Regions from separate parts of the Sus scrofa genome. Here regions 1 and 3 are each linked to region 2. Evidence: chromatin contacts called from public HiChIP or PLAC-seq and promoter capture Hi-C data. All regions are on one chromosome and are shown on one strand. The core of a region is the stretch at or near the end of the contact, and the rest is flanking DNA. Distances in the headings are between cores, read along the strand shown. Region 1 holds the start of SGSM3 (small G protein signaling modulator 3). Region 2 holds the start of MKL1 (MKL/myocardin-like protein 1). Region 3 holds the start of ADSL (adenylosuccinate lyase).

Region 1 (2,780 bases), core at 84-2,583, 270 kb after region 2:
CTAGTGTAACAGTTAATGATGATAAGGCTACAGGCAACTGGGATTATTATCAAAAGACAGGAAAGATGTCAGCTTTTATTAGAATCAATTACCAACTAATTATGGAGAACAGAAACAAACATGTAAAACAAGCTATAACTCTGTTGTTTAGAGTTCAGAGAGAACTGGAAGATAAGGAAAAGAGATGAGGAAAATTAGAAGGAAATACATGTGTATCCACAAACCTAATCACAATCACAAAAGCTACAAATAAACATGAGGTTGAAAACTCAGTTTTTGTGAAACAGAGTCTCATTAGGAACTTGAATTTACCAAGAAAGTATAATTAAAGAAAGGTAAAGAATATTCTAGACACCCCTAAATGTCTCACCAAAAAGCAAACACAAAACAGCCAGTCAACCACCACAGATCAAAAATGCAGCCCAAGACTGGAAAACTCGATGCGATACAGCCACTCATCCCTGAAAAGAAACTTTAAATCATCTCCCCCCGACCCGCCTCAAAATGCAAAACATCTTAGATCATTAAACTATGTATGAGAGTAACGTTCAAAATTCCAATCATAAGCACACTGGCCTCAATTTCCTCAATGTTCTACAGCGTGTTCCGAGTCTGGCCTGAAGCTGAGCCTGTGTTTCGACCCCAGACCCGAATCTCCAACGTAAAGTTAGTCAAACCTGAGGAAGACTTTGCTGCTGTTAGTATTAGGCAGATGTCCTTTAAAAAAACAAAAAACAAAACAAAAGGGTCCCCGGCTTCAGATGCGGTGTCTCTAAACTGCTCCCAGCTGCGGGAGCGGGACATATGGGGGCTCGAGCCCCCGGGACACTTATGCTCGGGAGCCGGGGGTCCCCACCTCCCGCCCGGCCAGCTGAGGGTCTCGCCCTCGGAGGCCACCCCCGCCCGAGCGGGATGAGGGGGCACCGGGTCCGAGCGCCGCCTGCGCCCCGCCGCCTGTCCCCCACAGGGGACCTCGGGAGCCCGCGCCTGGCCGCCGCTGGCCCGGACCCCCACCCCCTGCGCAGCACGAGCAAGGCCCTGTCGGCCGGCGGCGGTGCCTCCCTGCTCCTCGGGCCCCTCGGCGCGTCAGGCGTCCGCCAGTCCGTGGGTCAGCCGGTCTGTCCGCAGCCCGCTGCGTCCCCACCGGAGGGGCACGTGTGGGCGCCGGGCCCGCAAACCCAGCGCGTCTCGGCCAACCTCTCGCTCCGCACTCACCTGCCCGCGGGGGATGTCCAGCTGCCGCGCCGCCGCGCGTCGCCGCCACGAAGGTGCCAACCCTGCTTGGGTTCGCAGCTCCGCCCCTGTCAGCGCTCGGTGGCCCCATCGCGCACGCGCGCGGGGCCGGGCGGAGCGGAGCAGCCGCGGGGCATGCCGGGGGCTGTGGTCTTTCGGGTCCGCGGGCCGGAGGCGGCGGGGGTTTGCGCGCCTCTGAACCCAGCACACCAGCTTCTTTCCGAAGCTGAGCCCGGGTCCACCAGTGAGTGAGGGGCAGGGAGTAACAGGCGACTTTCGAAGCCCAGTTTCGGCCGAGTGATGCCCACTTGGCCTCTCGTCTGCACTGCACCCCGAGGAGTTGGGGAATATGGGGTGGACCAGTGGTCATGGTGGGGAAAAGACACAGCAGGGCTCCAGGAAGGATGGGTTTACTTGACATTAATTTGCTAAATATTTAAGTGCCTTCTTTACCGGTGTACAAACTAGTCCTAGACCAGCCTGATCCGCTCTTAGACAACTCACAAGCTTTGGAAGGAGCCACAAATTAGGACAAATTGGTTGAGGTCATACCGAAGAAATTCACTCTTCGGGCATAATGCAGTGAGTGGGTGTAGTCAGAGGCCTGCAATTCAATCAATCAAACCAGCGAACATCTAGCTCGCCCTTAAAATGAGAATGTGAATTTAGGCTTGTTGCGAGAAGTAGATGCTGTGAGAAAATGTTACAGTAAGAATGAACATCCTGCGAAGGTGGTGGGACCCATCACCATTTTATATTCAGATCCCAGTCGACATCAGGCTCTAGTTTTAAAAAGTTTTGAAAGATCACCGAAAACTACACTAGGATTACCGGAATATTCTTCTAGAACTTTCACACTACTCTGAAAAGACACACTACATTTAGTTTTGGAGCTGCTTATAACCTAAGCTCATGTTCCTAATGTGTTCCAACGTGGTTATGATGCAGTGAATTAATGGGAACCATAGGTAAAGCCTACAAAACACAAGGCATTCTTAACCTTGACCTCATTGTATTATGCTCACTTTACAAAACACTTTCATGTTATTCATAACTCTGTGGCAAAAGCAGGGTGATTTTTTTTTCCTTTTTTGTCTTTTCTAGGGCTGCACCCACAGCATATGGAGGTTCCCAGGCTAGGGGTCGAATCAGAGCTGTAGCCAACGGCCTATGTCAGAGCCACAGCAATGCGGGAACTGAGCCACATCTGCGACCTACACCACAGCTCACCACAACGCTGGATCCTTAACCCACTGAGCGAGGCCAGGGATCAAACCTGCAACCTCATGGTTCCTAGTCATATTTGTTAACCACTGAGCCATGACGGGAACTCCAACAGGGTGAATTTTATCATTAGAATTTTAGGAGTTCCCACTGTGGTGCAGTGGGATCGGCGGTGTCTCTGTAGTGCCAGATATAGGTTCCATCTCCAGCCCAGTACAGTGGGTTAAAGGATCTGGTGCAGTCACACTTGCAGCTTGGATCTGATCCCTGGCCCGGAAACTCCGTATGCCACCAGGCAGAAAAAAAAAAAAAAAAAAAAAAGA
Region 2 (2,719 bases), core at 65-2,564:
TTCTGAGTCTAGTGCGTTGGAGAGAGAGGAATAAGCCCGGAGCGTTGCATGAAGCTCAGCCTGAGTGGTTCAGGGCGGAGCCCCCTGCACGTTGTGGTGTTTTCGTTGCTGCACTTGGGACTGTTCCCCGCCTGCAACCGCCCTGTGGCTGGACGGCTGTCCCTCCAGGCCCACGGTCCTGTCAGTGTAGACCACTGCAGGAAGGATCCCTGGAGTCTTGGTGAAAAGCTTTGTGCAGGCATTGGGTGGGGCTTCCCCTCATATTTATGATCTTAATTTATACAGAGCCCACCGTGCCGCACAGGCCTCCTGTATCGCTATGTACATATCCACCTCTGGGGTTGTAAGTACCCTGTTCTGTGTATAAATAAAACTGGCCTGTTTTTGAAAAACAAAAATAAAAACATGTCCACACAAAAACCTGTACACAGGAGTTCCCTGGTGGCCTAGTGGGTTATGGATCTTGTATTGTCACTGCTGTGGCTCAGGTCACTGCTGTGGCACAGGTTCAATCCCTGGCCTGGGAGCTTTTGCATGCCATGAGTGTGGCAAAAAAAATCCAAAACCTGTGCACAAATGTTCATAGCAGCATTAGTCATGATAACCAAAAAGTAGAAACAACCCAAAGGTCCATAAACTGAATGGAAAAATAAAATGTAGTATAATCACACAATAGAATATTATTCAGCCATGAAAAAGAATGAAGTACTGATACTTGCTACAACATGATTGAACCTTGAAATCGCTACACTAAGTGAAAGAAGCCGATCACAAAGACTATATGGCTTATGATTCTATCTTTATGAGATGCCCCATGTAGGCAAATCTTTGGAGCTATAAAGTAGGTTAGTGAATGCCTAGGGCTGGGCGAAAGGTGGGGTGGGGGAAGGAAATGACTGCTGATGACTAGGAGTTCTTCCATGGGGTGATGAAAATGTTCTAAAATTTACTGTGGTGATGGTTGCACCACTCCGTGAATATACGAAAAACCATTGAATCATACCTTTCAAAAGATGTGTTTTATGGTATATGAATTACATCTCAATAAATCTGTTTTGAAAAAGCGGGTGAGGGTGGGAGGGCTGTAACCACAGGAAGCCTTGAGGAAGGCACAGTCTCTTCTCCGTTTTCAGGGCAAGTATCTAGTCTCTCCCTCCTCGCCCAGCCTCCTGGGAGCCTCGTCCAGCTACAGCTTGCCCACATTTGGAGGATATTAGGACTGCCCTTTGGGAACAACTTTGAACACTCTTTGCTGAAAGGGACTTCCTAGGAACACCTTCGACATCTGAACTGTGGTGTCAAGTTGGGCTTCAGCTGATTCTGCTGACAATGTTGGACTCAGTACTTGGGTGGATTTACAGCTTGGCTCTGCTGCTGACTTGCTGTGTCATCCAGTAAGTCCCCGACCTGCTCTGTGCCAAATGGTAACCAGAGTAAAATGAGCCTGCCTTGGGATTCTCCTTGCTGCAGGCTTTTTTTGTATGTGTTGGGGCGGGGAGGTGGGGGTGCTGGCAAAATGAGAGTAACTAACATTTGCACAGGCTTTTTTTACACACATGCCTTTTCTTAGCTGACCCCGTGGAACAGATAAGATCCACAGCGCAGATGTAGATACGGAGGTTCCTAGAGTTGGGTGACTCTCAGGGCCGTCCAGCTGGCGGTGCTGCACCCCACGCCTAGGCCTTCTGCTCTTCTGATTCCAAATTCTGAGTTCATTCCTCTCCATGGCACTCCCTTTTTTTTTTTTTTTTTTTTCTTTTTAAATAATGATTTTTATTTTTTCTGTTATAGTTGGTTTGGGCCCCCTTCTGATGACTCTCTTTCTTTCGGCTTCTGAAATGCCTACATAGAGAAAAGGACTTACCTTTCAAATTGGTGCCAGCCACTGTGTTTTCAGCCCTTGCAGACAGCCCCTCTCCAGCCTTCCCTCTCTGGCCATTTGCCTGCTGGTTGCCTCTCACCCACTTCAGTTCTGCAGCATCTGGGCTCTGATCTCACCCAGCTGAACAAGGCTGGCTCACCCTCTGATGGTGGGTAAATGTTTGCAGAAAGCTTTGAGGTGGGGCTGGAATGAAAACCCAGCTCTCTTTTTTTTTTTTTTTTTTTTTTTTCTGCTTTTTAGGGCCGCACCCACAGCATATGGAGATTCCCAGGCTAGGGGTCGAATCGGAGCTACAGCTGCTGGCCTACACCACAGCCATAGCAACTTGGGATCTGAGCTGCATCTGCAGCCTACACTGAGGCTCACGGCAACGCCAGATCCTTAACCCACTGAGCAAGGCCAAGAGTCAAACCCACATCCTCATGAACTCCGAGAAGCCAGTTCTTTTTCAGAAGAGCTTTAAACCCCAGTTTTTTATTAGGGTACCCAGGACGCTTCATGATCTGGCCTCTACCCACCTGTCAGGCCTCTGCCTCCACCACCTCCTATTTCTCCCCGTGTCATATTTCAGTGGCTTAGCATTGCTACAAAGTGTCCCATGCTTCTCCAACGTCTACACACAATGGCCCCTTGGATTTTTCTTTGCTTGTCTGCCTCCTAAGCTCTTTTTCAAAATGCCCCAGAATGTCCTTCGCCCCCAGCTCCCTTCTGCTCCCTGCTCTGTCCTCCACCAAACATCCAGCACGACAAATATCCTCCACCAAACATCCTGCTGGTCCCGCACCCAGGTCCCTCTACCAGGCTGGTGCGCCCACCCTCCAGCTGCTGAGACTGAGG
Region 3 (2,700 bases), core at 156-2,655, 290 kb after region 2:
AGACTATATTTCAATGCCAACTTGAAACGTGGAGTGCTACCACCCTCATCCACAGGGATAGAACAGAAAACAGAAGCTAGAGTATACGCTGTTCACATCCTCATCTGTAGCTCTTATTGTTTATCTGAGCCTAGAGTTTTATGAAATCTCTCTGTAACTCCATTCTATCATCAGTGAAACTGGAATAACAGTACTTCTTATAAACAGTTGTTCTGAGGATTGGGAAACTATTAACAGTTAAGGTTTTCAAACTATGGAGCACACACAGGAGATGCTGTAGCAATGTCTGCTAGTATTAGGTACTACTTTATTTTTTTGAGCACAGTGACAGGAAGTGGGGAAAACCTAGGAAGAAAGTTTCCTGTTGGGAGACCAAGTACCTCGGTCTCAGGCATATACTCAGATTGCTTCTGGTTTACTAACTGTTGTCTGGTAGGGTACTGCCATCTTGCTCGTCCTAGCATTTTCCTCTGAAACCTTATAGCTCTTGGATCACCTTCTCATTCCTTCAGCTCCTTTGGGCAGGCCCGTCTGGAGCTATTTTTGAAACTGTTGGGCTGAGTAAGTCTACTGAGCAGCACTTTTAAGAGAAACCAAATATTAAATCTCGTCTAATAACCCCTCCTCCGATTTTTCCTCCCCAGGGGCAAAGGGCAGCGAGTGAAGCGTTAATGGTGGCCTAGGAAACATGGATTCTGTAGCTGATCCTGGTCTCCGTCCACACTGAGGCATTGTGGAAGACGAAGTGGCCAAGCGCTCAGGTTTCGCACGGAACACAGGATCACATTTGGGTTTCTCTATTGCTGTTAAGGAGCAAATTATGAGCTGGATTATCATAGAGGCTTGGTCTTCTCTCCTATATGTGGGAAAACACCACCTAGTTTGCAAAGTCTTTATTCGTTAACAGGGAAAAGACGTGTACACAAATGAGCACAGGGGCCCGTAACAAGCGCTCAGGAGTGTACTCCCGCGGGAATGGCCACGATTTACTCCCTGAAACAGAAAACTGAACTTCTCGCCGCCCCCTGTGCGTCTCCAACCCTTGACGATTATAAACACGTACAGGTGCGGCGCGAGGGCCTTTCGCCCTGGCCTTCCCGGGGCCGCAGCTCCTCTGGAAAGAGAACACCCGGCGGAAAACAGCGGGGCAGCTGTCTCAGGCTGCTCAGCCCACACCGGGCGCAGAGCCCGGCACGCGCAGGGGCGGGCCCGCCTCTCAGCACCGGGCGCGTTACCTGCTCAGCCTCCGCCAGCCACAGCCAGAGTTGCCGCCAGGTCCGGAATTTGTACCTGTCGCTAAACACGAAGCACATCTCCGGGCTGGCATAGCGGGAGGCAAGCGGCGAGCGGTAGCTGTCGTGCCCGCCATGGTCACCTCCCGCCGCCATCCCGAACACACGACCCTGCTAGAAGGGACAGGACCAGCCACAGCGGAAGCGGAAGTCAGAGGCGGGACTTCCCTGCTTGGGGGGCGGGGCTTCCTCCACTTGGTCCAGGTCCCGGGGCTCCGGGTGGCCGCAGCCCTCAAGGTTGTGGAGGGTTTCCGCGAGCCGCTGAGCCCGCGGCTGAGGGTTAAGGATTTTTTTCTTCGTTTACAAGGAACAGTGATTAGCGCTTCATAAGTTATTTCGCAGTTCTGCGTCTCAGCTTTTCCATCTGAAAAGACTCGCCTTTAAATTGCTGAGTGTTGCTGTGGCTGTGGTCTTGTCTGGCAGCTCAGATTCGACCCCTACCCGGGAACTTCCATATGCCGCAGACGCGGCCCTAAAAAGACAGGGGGGAAAAAAAAAGATTGCTGAGAGGATTGGGTATCGGTATCTATGTCTGGGACACTTAGAAAGCCCTCTGTGTGTTTGCTATTGTTTATTATTGCCGCCTACCCTTCCCCCGCGTTTGCCAGGCGCCGCGCGCAGTTCTGAGGAATGAAGATGCCCGAAAGAAATCGGCATTTATTGAGTTCCAAGTGAGCCCCTTGGACGAAACAGCGGTAAAAGCGGATTTCAGTAAGCGCTGAAACTGAGCCTCAGACGTTGATGACTTGCTGAGGGCCACCCAACTAAGTGAAGCCTCCCGACTTCAGATCCTGCACTCCAAGCCATCGTGCTGCAAAGGTCCCAGCACACATCGTGTGGGGTCCCACCTAACGCTTGGTGAGGGCATCCCAACCCCGCCTCCTCCGTCCTGGAACACCTCTGTCACTACCTCTTCCTCAAGGTCCAGTCCAGAAAATGTTCCCTGACAGTCCTACTCTTCTTTCTGGTTGGGCAATGATAAAACCCCGCTAAGGTTTATGGAGATCTCACTAGGTATGTCACTGTCCTGAGTGCTTTACACAAGTGATCTTGTTCTTTTGTTTGTTTGCCACACCTGCCAGGCATGCGGAAGTTCCCAGGCCAGAGATGGAATCCCAGCGGCACTGCCGCAACGCTGTACCTTAATCCAGCGTGCTACAGCGGCAGCTCCGCAAGTGATCTTGTTTAATCCATGTGAGGATCCTGAGTTGCTCAGTTATTTTTTTAATGAAATGATACATACACTCCTCTCCAAAGCAGAGCACTAAGTAAATGCTAGCCATTTTTATGATCCCCATGTTGCAGATGGCAAAAGGAAGGCATGGGCAGGCAGGCTGAGCGTCTTTTCTTCTCCCATAGAAGGGCAAAAGCAAGGAATTAGGTGACGGGATAAGCTCCAGGCTCCTGG

What was found. Promoter capture Hi-C pulls out the DNA fragments that hold promoters and counts their contacts. HiChIP or PLAC-seq counts read pairs in DNA pulled down with a chosen protein or histone mark.
Region 1: a contact with region 2 is called in a promoter capture Hi-C map of fetal liver, with 2.7 times the contacts expected there. The contact joins the promoter of SGSM3 here to the promoter of MKL1 in region 2. A contact is called at or near these places in 3 of 5 promoter capture datasets (fetal liver, fetal skeletal muscle and liver), 1 of 47 Hi-C or Micro-C datasets (epiblast stem cells) and 1 of 2 datasets of contacts at active chromatin or transcription factors (skeletal muscle).
Region 3: a contact with region 2 is called in an H3K27ac HiChIP or PLAC-seq map of skeletal muscle, with 6 times the contacts expected there. The contact joins the promoter of ADSL here to the promoter of MKL1 in region 2. A contact is called at or near these places in 3 of 47 Hi-C or Micro-C datasets (embryonic fibroblasts, retroperitoneal adipose tissue and skeletal muscle) and 2 of 2 datasets of contacts at active chromatin or transcription factors (alveolar macrophages and skeletal muscle).

What each region holds. Positions count from the first base shown.
Region 1 is chr5:8,016,449-8,019,228 of Sscrofa11.1, forward strand. It overlaps SGSM3 (small G protein signaling modulator 3), which reads right to left and starts at 1,334. Exons shown (of 21, transcript XR_002344287.1): 1 at 1,216-1,334.
Region 2 is chr5:7,750,036-7,752,754 of Sscrofa11.1, forward strand. MKL1 (MKL/myocardin-like protein 1) reads left to right here and starts at 1,315. Exons shown (of 16, transcript XM_021092835.1): 1 at 1,315-1,394. The coding sequence starts at 1,330. It also overlaps a transcript of MCHR1 not described here.
Region 3 is chr5:8,044,075-8,046,774 of Sscrofa11.1, forward strand. ADSL (adenylosuccinate lyase) reads right to left here and starts at 1,406. Exons shown (of 13, transcript NM_001130733.1): 1 at 1,236-1,406. The coding sequence starts at 1,388. It overlaps LOC106507467 (a long non-coding RNA gene), which reads left to right and starts at 1,469. Exons shown (of 2, transcript XR_001303476.2): 1 at 1,469-2,306.